Regions from separate parts of the Sus scrofa genome. Here region 2 is linked to region 1. The links are chromatin contacts, called in public Hi-C maps. All regions are on one chromosome and are shown on one strand. The core of a region is the stretch at or near the end of the contact, and the rest is flanking DNA. Distances in the headings are between cores, read along the strand shown. Region 1 holds the start of HAUS7 (HAUS augmin-like complex subunit 7). Region 2 holds the start of NAA10 (N-alpha-acetyltransferase 10).

Region 1 (7,883 bases), core at 2,868-5,367:
AAGGCCTAAGCGGCCTCACTCAGAAAGGACTTTCATGAAAGCTGATTTTCCGGAAGCAGCAGGGAACAGGGCACAACCCGACGGTGCTCAAGGCCCTGAAGCAAGCAAAGCTCTTCGGGAGCCCAGGAAAGCCACACGAGCGCACGCAGCCACCCAGGGGCCCTCTGGCTCTGCCCCGCCCGTGCTGAAGGCCAGCCTGGCATGGGGGCCACTAAGAGCTGCCATGGCCAGCGCCCCCCTCCCCAGTGCTGGGTGCAGCTTCCAGGTTCCGCCCAGAGGGGTGAAACAGTGGCCCTTAAAGGAGGATGAAGTGGCGAAGCCACATGCAAAGAAGCCAACCTGAAATTGGGAGAAACTGAACTCTGTCCAGTCCTCTTCAGGCCCCTGAAAGGCCTACAGCACCTTTGCCAGGTCCAGGTCATTAAAAGCCACTGCACATTCCCTGCTTACTTCTTAAAAGGATTCTGTTCCTTGTATTCAAAAACAGCACTAAAAGCATTTGAGGACTGCAGTTGTAGCCTCTCACCCATCCCCTCTGGCCAACAGAGCGACCTGGTCCTCACCCTTCAGCCGGGCCAGGCAAATCTGGGCTCCCTCCCACAAGAGCCTCTCTAAGATGGAACTTTGGCCTCCCTCCTCCTGGGATTGCATTCAAGATCCAGGAACTGGAGTTCCCGCTGTTGTTTAGCGGGTTAAGAACCCGACTAGTATCTGCAAGGATGAGGGTTCCATCCCGGCCTCACTCAGTGGGTTAAGGATCCGGTGTTGCCGCAAGCTGTGGTGTAGGTCACGTATGTGGATCTGGCATTGCTGTGGCTGTGGTGTAGGCTGGGAGCTGCAGCTCTGATTCCACCCCAGCCGGCAACTTCCATATGCTGCAGGTGTGGCCCTAAAAAGAAAAAACCAACCCAGGCCATCCCCACTACTCTCTCTCCTCCCAGGGTCCTGGACCAGGCGCGGGTCCCTGCAGGGCAGACAGTGCCTGTCATATGAGCCATTGCCATTCCAAGCCAGGGTCCTGCCATCTTTTCCCAGGGCCATTGCAACAGCCTCTGCATTGGTCTCCCTGCCTCCAGCCTCTCCCCTCCAAGTCCATCCGCCCAATTCACCCTGCCCAAAATGCCAATTTCAATACATCACTCCCCTGGTCCCATGCTCATCCCGCCCAGAGCATAAAGTTCAAAGGGCTTCACACGGCTTGCCAGGCTCACCATGAGCTCCATGAGCTGCCCTGAGCTGCCATTCAGACCAGTGCTGCCCAGCTCTCCCTCCCACACCCTGACTCCCCACTCCTGTGGAAACGAGTGCCCCCCGTTCCCTCTCAGATCAAAGACCACCTCCTCCCTGCCAAGGTCCACTCCTCAGACTGCAGGAGGATGCCCAGCACTGGGATTGTGCCTGAGCCTTTTGTGGACACTAAACCCCAGCTCCCTGAGGACACCCAGCCGTCTGAGGCACCTGGAATGGTACCCGGGTGCACCTGCTTGTCAGCCCACAGCCTGGAGCGTGTCTCGAGTATGCGCAACACCACACTGCAACCTGGGGCTGACGGGGGGGCGGGGGGGGGGGCGCCCACCTGGGGCCCGCCCTCCAGCAGCTCCCAGTGCACTGGAGAGTCCGACAGGATAGAGGGCCAAGACAGAACCAGCAGGCTGAGGGCTCTGGCAGGGGTGCGCTCAAGAGGCTATGGGCATCCAAGGGAAGGAGAGACATGTTTTGCCCTGGGAATTGGAGACTTTTTTTTTTTTTTTTTTTGTCTTTTTGCCATTTCTAGAGCTGCTCCCGCGGCATATGGGGGTTCCCAGGCTAGGGGTCGAATCAGAGCTGCAGCCGCCGGCCTACACCAGAGCCACAGCAACACGGGATCCGAGCCACGTCTGCGACCTACACCACAGCTCACGGCAACGCCGGATCCTTAACCCACTGAACAAGGGCAGGGATCGAACCCGCAACCTCATGGTTCTTAGTCAGATTCGTTAACCTCTGAGCCACGACAGGAACTCATGGAGACTTTTTAAATGAAGACTGGACATGTGAGCTGGGTCTTTAAAGGCTGTATAGGAGTATGTGTGACATGCAGAGACCTTAGGGGCCATTCCAGGAGAGAGAAGAGTCAGTGAGAACAGAAGGTTATGAGAGCACTGCGGAGCCAAAGCCTGGGGTGGGGCCTGGGGAAGGGCCTGGATGGCAGGAGGAGAGGCTGCTGGAAAGGCACAGGCTGGAACATGAAAGCCCCTCCTCCGTCCTCCAGGGCAGGCTTGCTGACTCCCTGGGGCCTGGCAGGCACGCACCAGCTGAGTGCGAGCTGGATCCTCCCCGCTCCAGCCAGGCTCCCATCTAGGCACCTTCCTCAGCTGCAAGGGCAGACAGGCCAGGCTGAAGAGGGGCAGAGGCCTGGCCTCCTGGGAGACTACAGACGGACCGGCCAGGACCACTCCAGGGACAGCCCTGGGGGGTCATGGCCAAGAGCACAGCAGCCAGTGCCCCACGGAGGCTCACCTCAGCCTTCCCCACCACAGCCTTGAATGCTCAGCTAGGGGCTGCTGCTCTCGAAGAAGAGACATTTCGCAGGACTTTCGGGATTTTTCCCCTTGCCATCTGGGCAGACTTCGTTTCCCTTGCACGGTGCCAGGCACACACCCCAAGGTGCACCTTGACCCAAAGGACTGGGAAACAGGGTTTTGGCCCTGTTTGTCACTCTCTGGTGGCAAGAGCCGAGACAGTTCGCGACTCCAGACCGACCCTCAGCTTCCCGGTCTGAAAATGAAAGGGCTGAAGTCCATCATTTCCCACGCCCAGTCCCTGCCAGCTCAGAAACTAGTAGTCATGGCACGAAAAACTCCAGGAGGCCAAGCTCAGCTTCGGCAAGGTGGCAAACAGACACACTGAAGCACTGCCCAGGGCAATTTCTCCCTAGATTTGAGCCCGCCTTCACGGCTGGCACTTCTTACCTAAGCAGCAGCTCTCACAGTGACCCTGGATGGAGGACAGCTCCTCAGGAAGAGAACAAAAGCCCATCTTCCCCAGGTGGCCGCGAACCCCAGGGGTGAGGAAGAACCAAGGACATTACCGGATACAGATCCACTCCAGGATTTCCAAGCGGTACTTGGACGGGCTACACAGCAGTTCCTGAATAGTCTTTGGTTCTGCGATATAAAGACCCTCGAGGAAGGGGCAGTTGAGGTCCTAAGCAGGGAAAGGGAAAGCCAGCAAGCTTTAGAAAGCCCACCATCAGCGAAGGGCTGAAACTCACATCTACAATCATGCTCTCACCGCCCTCGTGTGCACACGCCTTCACTGCGGCCAAGCACCCACCTCCAGGCTCGCCGCCCACCCCCCCACCCCCGCCAGGCGTGCCGGCACCCCCGCCGCGCTTGCCATCGCGCCCCGGGGTTCAATTCCCATCAATCGAAGCTGCCCCTCTTGGGGCTCAAGCAGAAGTTGGACGTGGACGGAGGAGCAACTGGGAGCCTTAGCTAGACTCTGATGGCGGCTCCCGGCTGCGGAACCACAGGGAAAGGAGAGGGACGGGGCCGACCGAGCCGATCGTGGGGTGGGGGGGGGAGGGGAGCGCGGGGACCCGATGGGGGCGGGGGCGCGGGGAGCACGACCGGGGACAGCTGCCTGGCCTCAAGAGAAGGGTTTCCTCACCAGTACCCTCACGGGCATCTGACGCTGACTCGACTGGGGGCACGGACGCTCCCCCCCCCGCCGCCGCGGTCACCCCGACCGCGCGAGCTCCCTGAGGCCCCGGCTTGTGCCCTCCCCGCCTCTGCTCGCTCCGCGCGCCCCGGCCGAGTCTTGCAGGGTCTGTGCCGCAGAAGTTCGGGGGCAGGACGCTCGAGGCGCCGGACCGAACGACCCGGTACGGGCCGCGCCGGGCGCCGCCGACTTCCGCACCACACCCCGCCCGCCCTGCCACCCGGCCCACGCCGGCCTGGGGTGGCTCCTCGGCCCCGCGGCACCTTCAGCTTCCCGAAGACCTCCACGGCCGCCTTGAACACGGCGTCGTCGCCCTCATCCTCGCTGCCGCCACCGCCGCCAACGGCGACTCGTCCCGCCATGTTTCGCGCTCGGAGCCGCGCCCCGCCCGCGCCCGGGGCTGACTGGCCGGCCCGACCGCCAATCAAGCGCAGGCCCCGCACTCCTCCCGCCCACCGCCGGCGCCCGGGAGGGGGCGGTGCCCCGAGCCTCCGTCACCCCCACCGCGCCTTCCCATTGGGCCGCGCCTCGGCGCACGCCTCGGCCCCGCCCAGAAGACCGACCTCGAGAAAGAGGGCGGAGCCGGGGCGGGCGCTCGGTCGCCCGCTCGCGGCGCCCCCGGCCGGCGGAGAGGGCCGAGAACACGGCGGGGAGAGCGTCCTCCAGGAGAGGGCGCTCCTGCACAGGTCGGTTTCTCCGCGGGAGGATGAAGGAAAGCCTTGGACCGGACGGAACTGGAGCTTAAACGTCCCATCTTCCAAAGCGGTGCTCTGTCTCCGGTTTCCCACATTCCCAGCTGGAGTTGACGGAGGTTTCGTGGGTTCGAACCCGGCCCCAGCTCCCCAGCTGTGCGACTTCGGGCAGGTTACCTAACCTCTCTGTGCCTCCTTGCCCTCACCTAATGGGGCTAATGAGAGCGTTTACCTCATTGGGTTGCTATGAGGATAGAATGAGGTAATAATTCCTATGAAATACCTAGGACAATACCTGGCATGGAAAAAGCGCTCTGGAAATGTTCGCTATTATGATGCTGGGCCCTGCTCCTTCCACCTCCTCCTCCCCGACTCTGTCTTCCGCCTTCCCGAAGGTTCGGTGCCTCCTTCCTGCCCTGTCCACTTACAAATGTCTTGGCACCTCTCAGGCCCCCCCCAGACTCAGTGAGTCGGAAACGGAGTTTGTCAACCTGTCCTTGTCCTCCCCCGCCCCTCCAAAAGCCCCCCGCTCAGTGAATGCCCCCATCCCGGGGACTTGGGGATCAGATGAGCTGGGAAGGAGCTGGAGGGTGGCTGGTGCCCAGGGGAGTGGGGCTGTCAGCCCTCAATCCCCTCCAGGGTCTATCCCTGCTCGGTGCCCCACCCTGTCATCTCTTGGAGGATGGGACCGGGGGCAGGTCTAGAGAGAAGGAGACCTGGGGACCTGGCAGAAGGCAGTCGGCCCTGTTCTGGGAGGGCAGGGGCAGGAGCCTGGGCTAACAGGAAGGGACCCGGCCTGGCCTTGCGGGGCGCGGCCGGATTCCCTACTGAATGGTTTGGAATTCCAAGCTCCTCTGAGGACACCAAGCCTCAGAACTGGAGCTGAAGGGACAGCCCACTGCAGGAGTCCAGGGACCTAGAGACATGCAAAGCACCTTGAGGTCCCGTCCCACGTCGATGACGTGGCTGCTGCCTTGGGCCCTTCTGGCAGCTGAAGGTTGTAGGGGGGCTTTGGGTTGTTTTTTTAAGTCTTTTTTTCTCTTTTTCTGTTTTTGTTTTTTCTTTCTTTTTAAAAAATTTCGTTTCAATCACAGCCCCAACTCAGACGTTCAAATTCTTGTGGCTTTTTCTGTGGATCTTTCCTAGGACTGGGGAATTTGGCGGGAGAAACCATGGCAGTGTGGTGGCCTCCCCCACCCTCCCCATATCCTCTGCTCCTGAGGATCGGGAAGAAACCAGCCCCTGTGTGTATTCTGGAAGAAAATTCCCCTTCTCCACCCAGCTCCATGGAGCCAGTACTCTAAACAGCCCTTCCCCGACTCAGCAGCTCTGTCTGTGGCACAGGGTGGGATGTGCGGGGAATGCCAGCACCTTGAGCAGCGAAGACCATCTCAGGGGGTCCCAGGGTTGATCCCCTGCATGAAGAACCCACTGACCGGCCCTCAGCTCATGGCGATGGCAGCGGAAGACGCCGCCAGCCTCCCTGCCCACCCCGCCTCAGAATCATGGTGCCCCCCAGCAGCCTCCACTGGAAAGACTAGAGGCGAGGATGGGAGCAGAGACTGCTGGGCCGCTCAGGGAGGAGGGAAGAAAGGGCTGCCCGGTGGTAGAAACTTCTGGAAAGGTGGAGTCAAACTCAATACAAGGAAGCACTCCTCTCAGAGGGCCCTGTCTAAACACGAGCTGGCTGCCTGGAAAGGGAGGGAGCTCCCCGTCTTCAGGTGTGTGCAAGCTGGGGGAGGCAGGGAGGAATGGGGGTCTTGCTCCTGTGAGGAGTAAGGGGACAGCTTTCTAGGGGGCATTCTTGCCCCCAGCCCCCCGCGTCCAGGAAGGAGGGAGGCCCGAGCTGCTCAGGGACCGAAATGGGGCCGCAGGACCGGTCCACCCAGAAGGGGATGTGACTGGGGGGGCCCTGGGCGGACCCGAGCCCTGCACTTAGCCAGAGCCAACCTCTTGATCATGGGGGAGACCCGGCCATGTGCCAGTGCTTGGAAAACAGGTTGGAAGATGAGACCAGTTGACAGGGGCAGGCCCCATCGTGTCAACGATGGGCTGGCTACAGTGGCGCGCCTCACTTGGGCCTCAGGCACCAAAATGTATCACCAGCCAGGGGGCTTCACCCCATGGCCCCTGTGCCCTGGAGCAGCGGGCTGCCGGCCGGAGCTGTGCAGGGCCATGGGCACAAGGAAGGGCCCCGAGAGCATCCCAGCCCCACGTGCCTTTAGCAGCAGACCCCAGGGTGCCAGGGGAACCTTAACCAGGACTCCCCCAAATGCCAATCAAAGGAAGGTGAAGTTCAAGGGTTTACCTCTCCAGCAAGGGAAAGAAGGCAAGTTGGCTTCTGCTGCGTCTGGCAGGGGTTGAGGGCCTGGTTCCCAAAGAGGGGAGATTTTAAGGGATGGAAGGTCCCTCCACCCCTGCAATTTCCAGGTGAGAAAAGGAGATCAGAGCACCCCTTGCCCATCCTCTGCAGGCTCCTGAGGAAAAGGCAAGCAGAGTATGAAGAGGGTGAGGGTGTGTGTGTGTGTGTGTGTGTGTGTGTGTGTGTGAGGGAAGAATTCAGTTAGTTATGGGATAAGCAGCTCCTCTATGGGAGAAGTAAGGGGCAGTGCCTGGCATTGGATCTGGGGGAGAAATGAGACAGGGGGATGAGATCAGGCTGAGGACGGTCTGAGTTCAAGACTGTCCAGGAGAGGTGAGGGAGAGGGCTGTCTCCTCGGTCTCCTTCCCCGCTCCCTGGCCCCTCCTTCCCAGACCTCTCTCATCTGTTCCAGACCCAGCTGCCAGGCTGGGCTGTTGGTCACCCATCCACCCAGGTGCCCAGGGCTTGCAGCCAGCCCACACCATCCGTGCCAGCCAGAAGCCCCCTCGAAAACAAACCATCTTCGCGCAGGTGGAAGGAGGGGTGGAGAATATGAAAGCGGGGGTCCTTGCAAATGAGCTGAGGAAGAGCCTCAAGACTGCAGGGACCCCAAAGGGTTCCAGGAACAAGAATGACACTGACTTTCCTTTGGATGGCTGTCATTCACCCACCCCAAGTCCCTAGAGACTGGCCTAGGCAAACAAGCTACTGGGGTGGCCTAAGTCTGGAGGACCCCAGGGCCGCCACTACGGGCCTGACAGATGTGGGCCTGCCTCGAGGGTAGGCTTGGGGGAGTCTAGTGATCTCTGGTCCTAGCTCTGGATGCATGAGACTGGCAATGCAGGAGCTGCCTGAGGACTGCCAGTTCTGGAATGCTCTGATTCCAGGCCTGTGTGCACACTGAGAGTGTACAGGCACAAGAGGATGGAGAAGCTGCCCTGGGACCTTGGCCTCCTCTTCCTGTCCCTTCGGATCCCTACGCGGGGGCAGCGACCATGGCAGCCCAAGGCAGGAGTAGCTGGAGAGCCAGCCCTTGAGAGGCAGGTGGCTCCCCGCCCATAGGACCCTTGAACCGTGTCAAACCCGAGACCTCCGCTTTAGGGCCCTCATCCCCACCTCCTGCTGCG
Region 2 (7,883 bases), core at 2,781-5,280, 400 kb after region 1:
CACCACGTGCCTGCCCTTGTCCTTCAGCTCCAGGTGCCGCCGCAGCTGCCGCCAGGAGCCCAGGGAGAGGCGGGAGGAGGGAGACAGGGCCTAAGTCCCGAGACCACGAAGGCCCTCTCCCGCCCCCTGGGGCTTTTCACTTGCTGGGGCAGGGGGCGGGATGCCAGGGAGCCCGGCCAGGGTGGGAAACACAGGCTGAGGTGGGAGAGCCGGCGGAGTCCTGGCGCTGCCCTCTCTGTGAGCCTGTTTCTTCTCCCGTAGAGCGGAGGCGCTCCAGACTCCCTCCCACGGCTGCTGTGGCGCCCCCGTCTCTCAGCACCTCTAGGGCCTCCTCCCTCTTGCATCACGCCTCTGTGGCGGTACAGGTTCCTTCCTCTGAGAATGGAAGCTTGGGTCGATGGCCGTCTTTATTTATTTATTTTTTGTCTTTTTAGGGCCGCACCTGCGGCATATGGAGGTTCCCAGGCTAGGGGTTGAATCGGAGCCATAGCCGCCGGCCTGCGCCACAGCCACAGCCACGCGGGATCCAAGCTGCATCTGCGACCTACCCCACAGCTCACAGCGCCGGATCCTTAACCCACCGAGCAAGGCCAGGGATCGAACCCGCAACCTCATGGTTCCTAGTCGGATTCGTTAACCACTGAGCCACGACGGGAACTCCCTCGATGGCCATCTTTAGAGCTCTGCCAAGGTCCAGCCCCCCCCCCCCCCCCCGACAGCTAGGGCAGCTGAGGTGAGGGAGGGCCGTGACTCCCAGCAAGGCTGGCGCCTAGTCCACCTGGCCTCCAGCCATCACGGCCTCCTGCTGCCTCAGGCCACCCCTGCCGGCCTTGCTTTGCTTCATCTGCAGGACGGTGGCCCTGACCCCACTGGACTCTTACCTCGTCGGCCATCTGGGTGAGATCTCGCTTCATCGCATATGCATCCTCCCCGTCTGCGTAGTACTTGGGCTCCACTTCGCTGATCCTGGGGGGGGGTGGAGAAGGAGGACAACCCAGGTCAAGAGGCAGCCTCTCCTAGTGGGCAGGGCGGCACAGCCCCTCCAAGGACCCTATCAGAGACACTTCCATCGTGGCTTGCTTTCCCTCTGCTCCTGTCCTGGGCCCTTGTCTCTACTGCCGCCCTCCACCAGGCCCCCGCCAGCATCAGGCAGTCTTCTCCCGGCCCAGCAAGAAACACCAAACATCCCCTGGAATCACATCAGGCCTCGAGCAGGCGGCAGCAGGCGGGTGCCCTTGCCCCTGAGAGCGGAGGAGGTGTCCGGGCAAGGTGGGGAGTCCCCGGCCCCCTCCCTGTGTTGGCAAACTCCAGCTATCCCACCCCCCTGCCCCGAAGGCAGCTCAGCCCATCCCGCCACCTGGATAAGCCAGACCTGGGCCCATCGCAGTCCCTCGGGAATATCCGGATCTACTTACTGAAAGTTGAGGGTGTTGGAGTAGAGGTGCAAGGCGGCCCGGTTACTGCAGGGGAACAAGGCACTGCTGAGCCCCACAGACTCAGCTGTGGGCAGGGACGGCTCATCCAGGTCCTGCCCCCACTGAGTCCCGTCCCCCCCCCACCCCGCCCCACCCATCCCACTTCCCGACCTTCTCCAAAAGCCAAGGAAGGCACCCCAGGACCCACATCAAGACAGTCCCTCTCCCCGCCCCCCTTCCCCTTCCCCTGGCTTCCACCTCTTCCGGACATGCAGCGAGACGTATTTGGCGTTGAAGTTCTCAATCATGGCTCGGGAGGCCTGGTCCATCAGCTTCTGAGCCAGGCCGAGGCGCCGGTGGGAACGCTTCACTGCCTGGTGGGAGAAAGGTGGGCCTCGAGGGCTGCTCCCACTAACTCCCACTCCCCCCAGAGCCCGGCGGGGGGGGGGGCCCTACGCACCAATGAGGTGATGTGGCCGTGGGGCACGTCGTCAGGGTCCTCTTCCCTAGCGCAGGAAGAAGGGGTTAGTGAAGAACCTCAGACGTCCCAGCCCCAGGGGGCGGGAGCCAGGACTCTCAGAACCCCAGGCAGCAGCCAAAAGACATGCAGGGTCGATGGAGTATCGTTCAAGGCTAACAAGAAAAGAGCTCTCTGGAGTTCCCTTGTGGCGCAGCGTGTTAGGAACTGGCACTGTCCCTGCAGCGGCTCGGGTCGCTGCTGTGGCAAGGGTTTGATCCCTTGCCTGGGAACTTCCACCTGCCACAGGCCAGCCCCCCCCCCAAAAAAAGAAAGGAGCTCTCAAGCCATGGAAGCAGGTGGAAGAAACTTCAACGCACATGACTAAAGTGAAAGGTGGTTTGAAAAGGCTACACACGGGTTCTAAACATATGGCCTGGGAAAAGCAAAACTGTGGAGAGAGGAAAGAGATCAGTGGCCACCAGGGCTGGAGGGAGGAAGAGACGGCTGTGAGGAGCACAGGGACTTTCAGGGCAGTGACACTGCTGGGCCTGACACTACAGTAGGGGCACAGGTGCTGGGAGCCATCTGTCCACAGAGGGCAGAAGGCAGAGACTGTGGACTTCAATGTAGCAATGTCGCCTCACCACCTGTAACAAATGTCCCGCAAGATGTCAAGGATAGGAGACTAGAGAAGAGGGGAGAGGTCACATGGGAACCCTGGACTCGCCCCTCAGTTGCTTGTAAAGCCACAACTGAACTAGAAACCAACCAACCAGCCCACCCCAGGCACAGCATCCCGAGTTGGTGCTCCCCCCTCTCCCCGGCCCAGGTCAGGCGCCAGGCTTCTCTCTCCATCCTTTGGTGACTCACATTTTGGCCAGGACGTACCCCACAATCTTCCCATTCTCATCCTCGGCGATGTAAGAGAGCTGGGTGACAGCAAAGAGAAGGCAGAAAACAAACGCCTGTCAGAGCCGGAGGCGCCCTTGGCGGACACCTGGCCCGACCGCCTGCCTCTTACCGTGTGTGTGACAGACGGCAGCCAAGCACAGGCGGGGAGCTCAGTGACAGTTCCTGAGCTCTGGCCCAAGTGGCTTGGTTTTCCCGCACCACACTGTGCCCTGGTCCCTAACCCAGAAGGGGTGGACAGGCACAGAGGGGATCCCTACCTTGGCCCTGTTCCTCCGCCCTCTTCAGGCACCTCTCCCCCCCCCCCCCACCCGCAGACACTCAGGGCCTGTTCACCCCTTCGCCCCGCTAGGGTCTTGACGACCTTGCCTGCCCCTCCCAAACTGACCCAGGCTGGAATTTCCTTGGTCTGGTTTCCGCCATCCCTAAATGCAAAAGCTGCCCACCTGGGGCCAGGAAAGGCCGTGGTAGAAGTAATATTTCATCTGGTAGTTCTCCGGCAGGCACAGGAGGTTGCAGTGCTGCATGTTCATCAGGTCCTCTGGCTGCGGGGGAGGAGGGCAGCGGAATGCGGTCAGGCCAGGGGCTGTGGTGACTAAGTAGGCCTCAGACCTGTTACAACTCTGCTGGCTGTCTACTCACCCCCCCACCCCACCGGGCTGGGCGGGCGCCGTGACTATCTGTCTCTGCACAGGCCTGGCTCACAGCCACTGCGCAAAAACTGACTGTTCCAGGAATGAACGTGAGCGCCAGGAAGCTCCCAGACACCATCCAGCTGCGCCCCGACGTCCCGGAAAGAACGGGTTTGCAAGCCCCGGCCCTGCGCCCCTGGCCTCCTATTCGCGTAGGTCCAGTCCCACCGGCTTAGTGGCCTTCACTGTGCCGCGCCGGTCGGCCGCTGGCGCGCAGAGCGACTGGCCCGGGGCTCGGCTGGGCCCCTGGGGAGCATGCGCACGCGGCCACCGGGCCCCGCTCCCACGCGGCGCGGACAGCCTCCGGCCCCGGCCCCTCACCCTCGCATTGCGGATGTTCATAACGGCGGCGGGGCTCGTGGCTCCCAGCGGGTCGTGAACGCGCAGTCAGCTGTCGCCGCGCTCCGGAGCGTCGCCGGAGCTGCCAGGGCACGGCTGGGACTGGAGCTGGGTCCGGGATCGCGGGGGCGGTGGCGGAAGGGGCGGTGCGCACCGGGCCCGGCCACCGGCCGGAAGTGCGCGCCGCGGGCCCGCCCTCTCGGCCGCTTGGCCAATGCGCAGGGTGGGCCAAGGGCGGGGCGGGGCCTCCCCGCGGGGCGTGACGAGGCGGGGTCTGGTCGGGCCAATGACCTGGCGGGCCCCGGGCCTTGTTGGCAGGGTGGGCGGGCCCAGCGCGCGGGGCGGGTCACTGTCCTGGTGAGCAGGTGCCCTCTGGCCAGCGCGGCGGTCTCTCCCTTCCCGAGACCCAGAGACTCTCGCACACGGGCTATGGTGCAGGCTCAGCTTTATTCTGCGCTTCGGCGGGCGGGGTCAGCGGGCGAGGACCGGGCGCCGTAGAGCCTAGGCGAGGCGGCTCAGCAGGGCGCTCAGCATCTCTTCGCACATGGCAAGGCACCGCGGCACGTGGAAGCAGCCTGCGCAGAGGCAGGACGGCGGGTTGGGAGGGCCAGGGGCAGCCGAGCGCTCCGAGCCCCTGAAGCCCTGCCGTATCTCCCACTCACCTTTAAAGGGACCCCCCTTGATAGTGAGGGCAACCTTCCCCTCTCGGTTCAGGTAGCCAAACCATTCCCCGTACTCGGGATCACGAAACTGCAACAAGGAGGAAGTGACAGGTGGTGCCTGCAGGAGCCGCCCCGACGCCACAGGCCCTGGGGAAGGGGCGTTCCCTGTCCCCACTAAACCGCTCCACAATCAGTGCTCCTAAGTGAGTCCCGGACAAAGGTGAATGCGAGGGCTTTTCCTTTTCCTTTTTTTGCAGGTGGGTGGGAGTCTGCACCTAGATAACACTGCTTGGGAAAGAGGCCACAGGCTGTGAGATGAAACCTTGCAAGTTGGAATAAGAAATTCTCTATCATGATTGCGCTGGTGGTGACAGATATACACATTGTCATGTCTCAGTGAACTAAATGCTTACAATGGATACGTTTTAGAGTATATAAATTGTACTTCAATAATAACTGATTTAAAAGAAGGAAACAGGAATTCCTTTCATGGCTCAGCGGTTTATGAACCCGAACCCAACTAGTAACCATGAGGATGCAGGTTCTATCCCTGGCCTTGCTCAGTGGGTTAATTGGCAGATGCGGCTCAGATCTCGCATTGCTGTGGCTGTGGTGTAGGCTGGCAGCTGTAGCTCTGATTCGATCCCTTGTCTGGGAACTTCCTTGGCCCTAAAATGCAAAAAAAAAAAAAAAAAAAAAAAAAAAAGAAGAAAAAGAAACAAAGAAAACATTGATGATGGAAGCGCCCAACCCTCGTGTAACTTTATAACAAGTTACTCCCTAGGAGGTCCTGGTTCCCTGCTCCTCCGAGGCCTAATCTTCAGGCCTGTCTTCCAGGGAGATGAGATGGTGGGCATGTAGCAATGACATCTGACTCCGGCCCTGCACACCACAGGTCTCAAACACACTCCCCCTCCCCTGGAGCCACCCGAAGCCTGCCCCTGCCCCACAGCTCTGTTGATGCCCTGGGACTCCCTTCTCTCCTGCCCACATCCCACCGGGCACCTATCCCGTGGAGGCTTCTCCAGTTCCTTCCCGACACTCCAGTATAGACCTCAGACCCCTGGTCTAGGCCCTTCTCTTTCCTTTCCAGATAAGAGACTTGAGCAGAAGCCCTTCTCAGAAGGCCCAAGGAAGAAATCAACGATATTGAAGTCCCCTATCAAAATGTCGTCCTTGGAGTCCCCATCCTGGCTCAGTGGTAACAAACCGGACTAGGATCCATGAGGACGAGGGGTCGATCCCTGGCCTCGCTCCGTGGGTTAAGGATCCGGCGTTGCCGTGAGCCACGGTGTAGGTCGAAGATGCAACTTGGATCTGGCGGTGCTGTGGCGGAGGCCAGCAGCTGCAGCTCCAAATAGACCCCTAGCCTGGGAACCTCCATATGCTGCGGGTGCGGCCCTTGAAGAGACAAAAACAAAGACAAAAAAAAAAAATGTCTGTGTAAATGGGCGCCTGTGAGTTGGTGTACTCTTTTTTTTTTCTTTTTAAGGCCACACCTGTGGCAAACGGCAGTTCTGGGACTAGGGCTCGAATCGAAGCTGCACCTGCCGGTCACAGGCACAGCCACACGGGATCCAAGCCACATCTGCGACCTACACTGCAGCTTTCGGCAACGCTGGAACATTAACCCACTGAGCGAGGCCAGGGATCGAACCTGCGTCCTCACAGAGACAAGTTGAGGGAGTAAAATTTGTTCTGTATGTACTCGGTCTCTTTCCAGGGACATTGCTCAGTCCTTGTTTTTCGACTCCTTGATCTGACCCAGGAGGAAAACAAAAGATGAGTGTTTGCCCTGTCTGTAATGTCTGAATTTCTGCTTTTTGTATAGTCTGTTATGATGCTTAGTGAATAATGATTGACCTGTTGGCTATAACTTTTGCGATGGTTTAGTGACATCGCTACCTCTTTCTTGAAAATTTATCCCTTAAATTTCACTTTACGGCAGTTTCCATTGTGGCTCAGTGTTTAGGAACCTGACTAGGAACCACGAAGTTTCGGGTTCGATCCCTGGCCTTTCTCCGTGGGTTAAGGATCTGGCGTTGCCGTGAGCTGTGGTGTAGGTCGCAGACACGGTTCAGATCCCACGTTGCTGTGGCTCTGGTGTAGGTGGGCGGCTACAGCTCCCATTCGACCCCTCGCCTGGGAACCTCCATATGCTGTGGGTGCGGCCCTAGGAAAGACCCAAAAAAAAAATTCACTTTATGCAGTTAAAACCAATGGCCTCGAACGCATGTTCTTTGCAAATGCTTTCAATGCTAAGATACATCTCCTCGGGTCTCGTGGCCCGCATGGTTGGAAGTAGAGACAGGCTCGTGCAATAATTGGAGACGCCTCTCTAACTGCAGCATCATATGAACACGTTTGGGATTTCTGGTGACAAAAGTCAGACACTGTAACACTGCTACGGTTCGCTGCTTTCGTTCATGATGGAAGCGAAAGCTGGATTTCAATTAGAGGTTAGTTTTCTCCTGGGTTTCAACGCCCACAGACCTCAGAATAAGACCCCCTGTTATAACCCCTCCCAAACTGGGCTTTACCAGTGCCGGGTGTCGTGGCTTTAGAAACAGGTGAGGAATCATCCCTCCTCCACCATCAAGCTGGCACGCGAGGTGCGCCTCGGCTGCAGCAGCTCGGCGCTCTGCTCAGAGTGCTCTGGCCTCAGGGAAGGGGCTTCCTTCCTACCTCACAGCCTGTCCCTCTGATCTCAAACGCTGGCCTTGCCTCCTGGCTTATGTAGTCGTGTGCCACTCCAGCAACGGTGGCCAGCCTAGACCTCGCCGCCTCTGCAGCTGCCGCCCACGGGCCAGGATGACAGCCACAGCCCCGGGTCCCCTCCCGGAGCCCGGGGACCCAGGAATGCCCAAGTCAGACAGGGTGACTCCTCTGTGCAGAGCAGTCCTTCCAGCCTTTTCTGTCCCACGTGCCCCCCAGTCCCCAGCCGTGCTTTAGGTCTCAGAGCTCTCATCAGCAGCTACATGGTCAGTCCTGCCACCACCACCAGCATGACGCACCCTGGGGGGCAAGGGCCACTCTGGTGACTGAACAGAGGGTACCAGGGCCAGCACTTCTGGGAGCTCTCAGACCTGCAGAGGCACCACACCCAGCAGCGGCGGGGGGTGGTGGAAGAGGTGCACGGGGTGAGCCTCCCCATCGCGGCCCAGCTTCTTCCCACCGCCCCCAAGCCTGGCCCTGGCCCGCCTGGGAAGAAAGGGCTGCCCACTGCCGCCTCCACGCACCTGGCGAAACGTGTACTCGGCCACCTGGTAGAAGAGACGCAGTAAGGCAGGGTCCCCGCTCTCACTGTAGCCCATGAGAAAGGCGATCATGGCTTCGCTGTGCGGCCACCAGAGCTTCATGGCCCACTCCAGCTGCGAGCAAGCAGAGGCGGGCGTCTGAGGGCCCA

The links. Hi-C and Micro-C count contacts between places; a contact is called where the count stands out from the background.
Region 2: a Hi-C map of epiblast stem cells shows a contact between it and region 1, with 2.7 times the contacts expected there. The contact joins the promoter of NAA10 here to the promoter of HAUS7 in region 1. A contact is called at or near these places in 1 of 47 Hi-C or Micro-C datasets (epiblast stem cells) and 1 of 2 datasets of contacts at active chromatin or transcription factors (alveolar macrophages).

What each region holds. Positions count from the first base shown.
Region 1 is chrX:124,254,016-124,261,898 of Sscrofa11.1, forward strand. It overlaps HAUS7 (HAUS augmin-like complex subunit 7), which reads right to left and starts at 4,118. Exons shown (of 10, transcript XM_021079955.1): 1 at 3,966-4,118; 2 at 3,071-3,186. The coding sequence starts at 4,064.
Region 2 is chrX:124,658,714-124,666,596 of Sscrofa11.1, forward strand. NAA10 (N-alpha-acetyltransferase 10) reads right to left here and starts at 4,031. Exons shown (of 8, transcript XM_013986517.2): 1 at 3,798-4,031; 2 at 3,231-3,329; 3 at 2,746-2,804; 4 at 1,876-1,921; 5 at 1,674-1,789; 6 at 1,416-1,460; 7 at 882-966; 8 at 1-45. The coding sequence starts at 3,818. RENBP (renin binding protein) reads right to left here. Exons shown (of 11, transcript NM_213900.1): 9 at 7,717-7,848; 10 at 4,478-4,565; 11 at 4,244-4,390. The coding sequence ends at 4,317.